2 separate regions of the Astyanax mexicanus genome follow, and region 1 is linked to region 2. A link is a contact called in public Hi-C data. All regions are on one chromosome and are shown on one strand. Each heading gives the region's core, a stretch centred on a gene start, on an enhancer-like site or on the middle of the called end of the contact. The rest is flanking DNA. Distances are from core to core; before and after follow the strand shown. Region 1 holds the start of LOC103029682 (semaphorin-4A). Region 2 overlaps dcst1 (DC-STAMP domain containing 1).

Region 1 (4,030 bases), core at 667-3,166, 74 kb after region 2:
AATCAGACTAGTTGTGCTGGACCTTTATTGGCTTTACAGACTTCGGAGGAGAAGAACCTAATTCGGAAGAAATGGATATGAGAGAAGGTGTTCCACAAGATGTTCCATTCAGCACAAATGCAACATACATGCAGTATGATTTGCCAGTCAGTGTCTTGAAGGTCAGTCAGGCAACGCTCAGCCTTTGTTCAAAACCCAGTTTGGGCATCTGACCAGTGTGGCCAATGAGTATCCTAAAGAAGCAGCCTTACCTGCCTGTGCTGGCCTGGCTAAACCAGATGAGTGATGTCTGCATGCTGCTCTGGAGATGTGTGCTCTGCAGCCTTTCTGATCAAAAGGCTAAAAAATCACAGTTTCAGTAATTAACTAAGAAATTCTAGAGATTGACTTGGCCTTTCCCAGTTTCTAAAGATCTGCAAGGTTCATGAGCTGTTGTGGAATTGTTTCCCATTCTGCTGCTGTATTGTCTCCAACAAGCTACTGTACTATGGACAAGGTTTCCTCATTACAAGAAACATTGAATTGTCCCCAGTGTGTCTGTGGAGCTCAGTCTGTAAGTGCAGTTCTGTTGTGCACTTTTGTGACTCATCTCAGTTGAAGAAATCTCACATCTGTATCAGTGGAAGGATGACTCCAGTGCTTGGCATTCGTTTGGACTTTTTACTCTTTGTTATTTTGTAAATACTGAAAGAGAATGTGAGAGATTGGAGTGTATCATGCAGTATACATTATTTTTTATGCAATAAACATGGAACCTATTTTTAAAGAACAGACTACTTTGTCTTTTGTTGCATTAGTGATGAGTACAATAAGTCTACTTATAAACAGCTTTTATTAATTAGACATGTCACTACTTCTGAGAGAATTCAGCGTAAGTACAAATGGTCTGTGGTTAAAGAAGAATTTATTGAAATTTCCTTATAATTTAAATTGGGACGCACTTTGAGAAACTTTAAAGTGGGGTGGCATAGAACAGTTTGTAACAGAACCCTTTCTTACTAGAAGGGCATGAGGGAACTCATAGATGGGCACTATTTAAGACACATTATCAAAATCTTGATCTTGATCTTCAAGGCACATTATTGTCTTTTATTGCAGGCATTTAAGCATTGTGTCTCTTTTTTTGCACTCTAGAGCAGTGGTTCTCAAGCATCTCAAGGTGGTACACTAGATGACCTGCTTGCATTTAAATATTAAGAACTGAAATCTATTAATCTACGTTTTCACCTGTAATTTTCTATCTGACATTACATTAGTTAGAGTTTAGTGCTTTACCCGTTAGAACCTGTATGTAAGCTACACTTCAGTCTTTCACTCTCAGAATTACAGTATTATCATTATTACATCTGTTTTATTGGTCCTACAGTAAAACATTGTGGAATGCCACAATATATGATAACCTACATCAATCAGACAGTCACCAACAGTTCACTACAGTTTCTGCATTATAGTTTCATAGCTTAATAAGATAAAAACACTGTAGTTAACTGCTTCGCTCTCATGTTGTTTGTTTTCTATCTCAGTAGGATAAAATACTGTTTTAACCAGAAACAATAACCAATCGAATAACTTACCTAATTATCTAACTTACAGACTGCAAAAGCGAGCAAGCTCCACACAACAGGTGAAGAACAGTTACCTAAAGATATGATGACATGTATATGTGTGGATTACATGTATAGACTACTGTGTTTAAATAACTGTGTGTGTGGTAACACGTGTACCCCATCGCCTCCCACCCCCACAAACCCCTCATTTCCTCTCCTTTTGCGATTCCGCCAGTGTTCTACAGTCCTACAGCTATGGTAACAAATGAAAAAAAGAAAAAAAAATATGCAACCTTGCAATAACTGTTACAGCATTGTTATTTGTTGGTGTTTGCAGTGTGATATGCAGACTGCCGCAGTGCAAGAAGTGTGAAGTATCATTCAAGAGAATTATTTTTTTACTTTCAGAGAAGAAGTGCTGGTGTAATGACTTCCTCTTCCCTTCACAGGAAGACACAGGCACGGGGTGTTTCAGTTTTATTGTACAGGTATTGTGAAGACTAAGAGCTAAACTGAAGAACACATGCTGGTTGCACACAGTCTTCTCAGGTCCATGCCGACTATGGCAGGAGGGTATCGAAGCTGGAAATTTTGCTTCCTACTTTTAGGACTTTTGCACTTCACTCAAAGTTCCATCTCTCCACGGACCACCTTCCTCCCAGGTCAGTGCAGTTTCAGAATTCATCAGTTCAGTGGATTTATACTGATGTACTTGTCCTAATGACTATTGATCACACACAGTGTAAAACTATTCTCAAAATGATCTCAGTGATCAGTCAGTACTAACTAAACATCAGTTTGTAAGTCAGCTAGAGAGAGTTACTTAGCCTCAAAATTAGTTTAAAGATTTTGTTTTAAATTAAACAATTTGTTTTAAATGGTCCCCAGTCAATAAAAATACCTTCAAAAACTACACACTTACAAAATAAAGGTTTACTCAGTGCTTCAAAGCTTTGATGCAGTGTGTGTCTTTGCCAAGGTTGTGTTTCTGAGGTAGAGTTATGGAAGCGTTTCTGTGGTTCTGGTTAATCAGAAAGTAAGACTAACAGAACCAATTCTGACTTAAAAAAGAAAAATTTTACTTTATATAATCTGTTTATCTAATTTATTTTTAATAAACATGCTACAACTGTTTTACCCTTCCCCTGTGCAAGTAGCAGAAATAAAGTCCCTCAAACTAATACTGCATTAAGTAATATCTAAAAAAAAAAAAAAAAGGCAAAAAAAGCTTCTCAGAGCTTCATAGTTTGAATGCATAATGCATACTCGGTTTCTGGTTATATCAGATAAGTGTTTCAGAGGAAGCATTTTTGTGTTTCTGGTTTTCAGCAGCAAATAAGACAAACAGTTAGAAATTTTACAAAAACAACTAATTTGAAATACTAAAAATCTAAATATATTATAAAATAATAATATAATATATTATTATATAATACAGCCTAATATAGCCTAAGTTTTAATCAATGTGCTAATACTGTTTTATTGTTACACTATGATGTGCACATTTGCAGATGCACAACTTGGAATAGCAAAATATTTAACTTTTAATCAGTAGTATTCTAATTATTATATTGTATTAAGTATTATTAACCTTTGATTATTTGGTTCTTTTTAAAGCAACTATTTTTCTTTTTAATTATGAAGATATATAGATTGCAGGAGTTATGAACTTTGTCAACCACTAAATGACGTTTATTATGTTTTTTCCTTTAAATTATAAAATGACTAGGTAGAACACCACCACACTACACTGTTACTGTGTAACATAAGCTTACAGAATAGAAAATATTTAAAAGCAAAATACATTAATGCAAAAAAAACATAAAAATTTATATTTGATGCCAAGTATCAATAATGTATCGCAAACAAAACGATACATCGCTGTATCTATATTTTATCACACCATTATTCATATTGACACCTGTTTCTATTGGAAGTCCATAGATGAGTAAATGTATTAATGTACATTGCACTGAGCTCAGTTATACTAAACTGTCTTTAAATAAAAGCTTTAATTCAGGATAGTTATATTAGCAATACGAGGACTTAACCTCCATTAACTTTGATTGGCTCAGATATTAGTTCAGCTAGCTTTAATTCAGGATAGTTATATTAGCAATACGAGGAATTAATCGAAGTTAATGGAGGTTAAGTCCTCGTATTGCTAATATAACTATCCTGAATTAAAGCTTTTATTTAAAGACAGTTTAGTATAACTGAGCTCAGTGCAATGGAACTGGTGGTCTCAAGCATTGCTAAACCACAGGGAGCACAGATGAACCACAGTAGCATGCAAATTCCATTTATGGTGATCTAGTTTATTTGAGTCAGAGGTCAGAGCATGTTAACATAGTGTACCGGATGAGTAAGATAGTTGTTCTAAAACACAGAAAGGAAAATTATACATTTACTGTTTACCTCATTTAGAAACTGAACTCTGTGTTAGCTCCATGTAGGTACATAGATGTTGGTGCTTAATAACA
Region 2 (4,257 bases), core at 514-3,013:
CCGTTCACCTCCACATCAACAATCATAGGAGCTGGGAAAAAAATACACCACAGCTCTGCATCAGAGGTCAAAAACAGCCAGCAAAGCAAGCAAACTATAAGACTTTTTTTTTAAATGCATTAATTAACAGTTATATTAATTTATCCAAGCCCTAAATACTGCATAAAAAATAGTTTTCTCCCACAAAGGAAGTTTAGTGAAAGCTTGCAAGCGTCTCACCTCTAGCCACTATCTCTCCCTGAGCCTGGTGATGCACCATATCAAACACCCAGAACACCATGAGATCCAGACCTATTACCACACAGCCCACTACCAAGTGTTTGAGCAGGAATACAAGTCCAGCCCCAATAGCCACCCACTCACGATCAGTCAGCCTTACAGAACCTTGTGGGGTTTGACAAAGAAAAAATGTCAGATTTAAGTGATATCTAAACCCTGAAACATGCATTAGTTTATATAAATGTAGATAACTGTTCTTATCAAAGATCATTACAATTATTTGCTGTTTCACGTATAGAACTGTTCAAAAAATGAACAAATGTAGCAAAAATTTGTATAAAAAAAGAGAAATATGAGAATTACATTTCAAAACAGCCCTGATATTTTATTCTGACCAAAATATTTAATAATTTCAAAATCAATGTAATCATGTCATTATTTGCAGACATATTAAAATTATTACATTCTCACTCACAGGGTGTAATGTAGATAAGGGCTTCTCTCTCACTCAGCGGCAATACAGCTGGTCTTCCTTGTCTAGAGAGCTTGCAATCCATCTCTATGAACTGCTCTGTTATGTAGAAGTTGTCAAAATCATCTTTGTGAAGGTAACTGTTTTTGTACAGAACCGCCCTGCTCAGAAGTGGACAGTACAAAAACACAGCATCAGCAGATTCATTAAATCTTACATTAGTGTGTGCAAATTAACAATATGATATTATCATCAAGATACATTACATCATAGTCAATCAGAGTAAGCTTATCTGAGGATACAGTGGGCCATTTCAATCAGCAATTTAGGAACACTGAGAAACTGAATATGTCATTACAAAGAGATGCATGGCAGAGCTGTTTAGGTTTTTGTTCCATTTTTGGGGAACAAAGGCAGGAGTAGCCTAAAGCTTCCAGAAAATGACATTTTTGTATATTTAAAGAGGTTATTCGATATATAAAAAGGGTGTGTCAAAGCTCAGATTAGACAAGACAGCATTTTTGCAACTCTGTTATATTGTCTGATGTTTCTCCAGAAAAAGATTATCTCTGCTTTGATTGGCAGGCTTAAGTCAATGTTACAGATCATAGAAGTTGTATTGCAGTGCAAAGCGTAATATAGCAATAGAAAGCATACCATACTATAACAGTGCTTTGTTTTAAGCACTGTAACAAGGACTGTATAGTGTTGCTGTCCTCTCTGCCTGGTGTGTGGTTAGTTAGTGGAAGAGATGTTCATCTCTAAATATTATTCTAGAATGGATACATTTTAACTGTCTGTTTTACCCATCATACATAGAATAAACTGTGTGTTTTTATATTATATCCTTGATTGCCAGCAATGGGTGCATTATAAAAGTATAGCATTTTAAAATATGCACCAATTAGAAGTGATGTTTAAACACTAATGGAAGTATAGTGCAGGGACACATCTGCCTGCACCTTGCACTAAAAGGCAGTAGTAAGTTTATGCTGACTGTTATTGCTGGACTCACTGCAGGTACATATACAGCAGCAGGAACAGGCCCACATATTCCAGCACTGCTGTTAGCTCCAGGAAGCGCTCCTGCTCCTGTGCCACCTCCTGCATGATCTCCTGAGTCATTTCCTGAAATGACTGACTCCTGTTCAGGTCCAAGTCGAAATGAACAGAGGCCGACATGTTGAATTCAAACTCCTTCTTCATTCGATTAAATGCAGCGATAGTTGCTAGAGAGGAAACACAACACAACATATACAGAGCAGAAAAAAGGGAACTAGGTCTTAAAACGAGGATGTTATGAGTCAAACTAGAACAAGACAGTTTGTAATGCAAAGGTCTGTGCACTTACGGGCTGCCAGTTTAGCCTTTAGATGGTCTGCGATGTATGAGGGTAGGATACAGAAGAACTCACCAACTGTTGAGGAAAAAGTGGGGGAGAAATATAATTAATATGTACAGTTATTTAACTTGCATTCACACACAGAGAATTGGCAGATGACTCATATTAATATTAAACTAAACCAGATTCGAGTGACATGTTGTGTGCAGGGTCAAATGTCATTTCTGAAGTGGTGCTGACTATATTATTGGCATTTTTTTTATTTATAATGACTGTTTGTACATGTTTGGGATTAAGAGATCTTTTTGGTGTACTGAGAATACCAAAAATCCTTTTTAAAACTTGCATCGTGATATGATGATTGTGATCGTGATATGATGATATGGTGATCTTAGCATTGACTCTGTTGTACTATTTTTTTAGCTTGTCAGCTCTCTTCATTTCTAATTCTTCCTTAGTTTTTTTTTATTTAATAATGTGTAAATGAGCAGATGAACACTGTTTGCCGCTCTGATATGTCCATGTTCACAGTAGCTCTTGTATCAGTGCCATTAGCAGCATAGTTGCTCAGATAATCAGCAAAAGCTGTTGTGGCCAGAAAAACTCCTGGGGAAACCTACCAGACTATTCTGTTTTTAGAATGAATATATATGTCTTTGAAGGGATAGTAGTAAAACCCAATGGTCTCATTTATTATAATCTTTTGTTTGTTCTCACATTTGTTTGTTTAAAAGAAGAAATCTAATGGAATGTAGCTTTAATAATGACAGCAGGCTGGAAAGTTCCCTTGCTTTGTTGCCAAATGTCTTCCAAAATGTGGTAGTGTCTAAGCACCCTCTAAATCACACAAGCAGACTTGTACAATGCACTGTCTCTGTAAATGTTTGTCCTGAGCTGTGTGCTCAGTCTGAGGTCATGTTTGGATTCAGAGGTACTTGTGCCGCTCAGGCTTCCCTAGAACAGCGACGGATATAAAACAATAATTCATTTGGAAAAAAAAAACACAGAGAAAGCGGGAAGTGGGTGAGTCATGGAATTTCAATTGGTATTTGAAGGGATGAGGAAAGCATTGTGTGGCCTCAGCATTCAGACAACCATGTAGTTTACTTCAGCTATGAAACTCTGATGTATGGAAAGCATTAACCTTAACCCTTAACCCTGGGTGGAGCACAGAAAAGACAACAATGGTAGTGGCAATGTGTGTGTGTGTTTGTGTGTGTGTGTAGTCTAGTGTAGTGTAGTGGCACCGTAGCTGGTCTTATTCCAGCTGTCCAAGCAGTGACAGATTAAGGGCCCTTTTTTAGTGATCTATGTGAGCCTTCATCAGTGCTCTGCTCTTATTTATTTAGGGCATGTCAGTGTGTCTTTGCCATCACAACGATGGGAAAAGTACACCTTGCTTTGCCATAAACGTAGCAATGAACAGTGAAGGTCTGTCTGTTCTCTAGGCTTTTTACAGTCAGTGGTGCATCTGTGTTTTCTATTGCCAAGATAGCAGAGACACCAGGAATATAGTATAATAGTATAACAGCATAATCATAATGTGGCAAAATAAATAATATAGCAAAAAATAATATAATGCAGCAAATAATATTGCAGAATATTTTGTGCATGCATATAAACTGCAAACTAAAACAATTATACAATAAATACACCTAAGCCTTCACAGTAAATAATAGACTAGTTTTAAGACAGAACAGCCCTATTTCAAGTTGCACCCATTGCTTATACAGATGTTCAAATGCACACACAACTTGTCTAGGCCCTGTAAAACAGGGAAATCACTGATGCTATAATCAGGACTTTTGGGATGAGTTGTTGAGTTGAGGATGAGTTGAGTGGGGGATCATCTGAAATTCTGGCTTCAGTAATGTTGTTTATCACTGATTGTAATCAAATCTTCGCAGCAATGCTTTAAAATGTAGAATAAAGCCTTTCCTGGGTGGTAGAGACATGGTCAGTCCAATAAAAGCAGGATAAACTCCTTCATAATAGCCTTAATTTCAGAAGAAACAAAAAATGAACAGGCAGCCCAATCAGTGGTTACCTTATATTAATTATTTTCCGTTAAGTCTACACCCCTCTGCTGCATAAATTGCACAGCAGTGAGGTCTTAGTAGTTGCTAAAGAACAAATCTCAACATTATTAAATGTATAAGCCTAGAAGAGTTTAGAGTGTTCAGCTATCATCTTCTAAACCATGCAGTGAGTAAAAAATATTACA

Evidence for each region. Hi-C and Micro-C count contacts between places; a contact is called where the count stands out from the background.
Region 1: a Hi-C map of muscle shows a contact between it and region 2, with 6 times the contacts expected there. The contact joins the promoter of LOC103029682 here to the enhancer-like site in region 2. A contact is called at or near these places in 2 of 3 Hi-C or Micro-C datasets (both in muscle).

Annotation. Positions count from the first base shown.
Region 1 is chr6:41,673,749-41,677,778 of AstMex3_surface, forward strand. LOC103029682 (semaphorin-4A) reads left to right here and starts at 1,917. Exons shown (of 14, transcript XM_022673584.2): 1 at 1,917-2,209. The coding sequence starts at 2,071. It overlaps adam15 (ADAM metallopeptidase domain 15), which reads left to right. Exons shown (of 25, transcript XM_022673581.2): 25 at 1-769.
Region 2 is chr6:41,600,343-41,604,599 of AstMex3_surface, forward strand. The region is part of intron 3 of dcst1 (DC-STAMP domain containing 1); the gene reads left to right. It overlaps dcst2 (DC-STAMP domain containing 2), which reads right to left. Exons shown (of 17, transcript XM_015605901.3): 7 at 2,043-2,108; 8 at 1,707-1,920; 9 at 695-852; 10 at 220-384; 11 at 1-31. Among protein-coding and RNA genes, the nearest start is that of dcst2, 7.2 kb to the right of the region's middle. Within about 2 kb of position 1,764, the one cell type or tissue checked has an H3K27ac peak away from gene starts, as active enhancers do.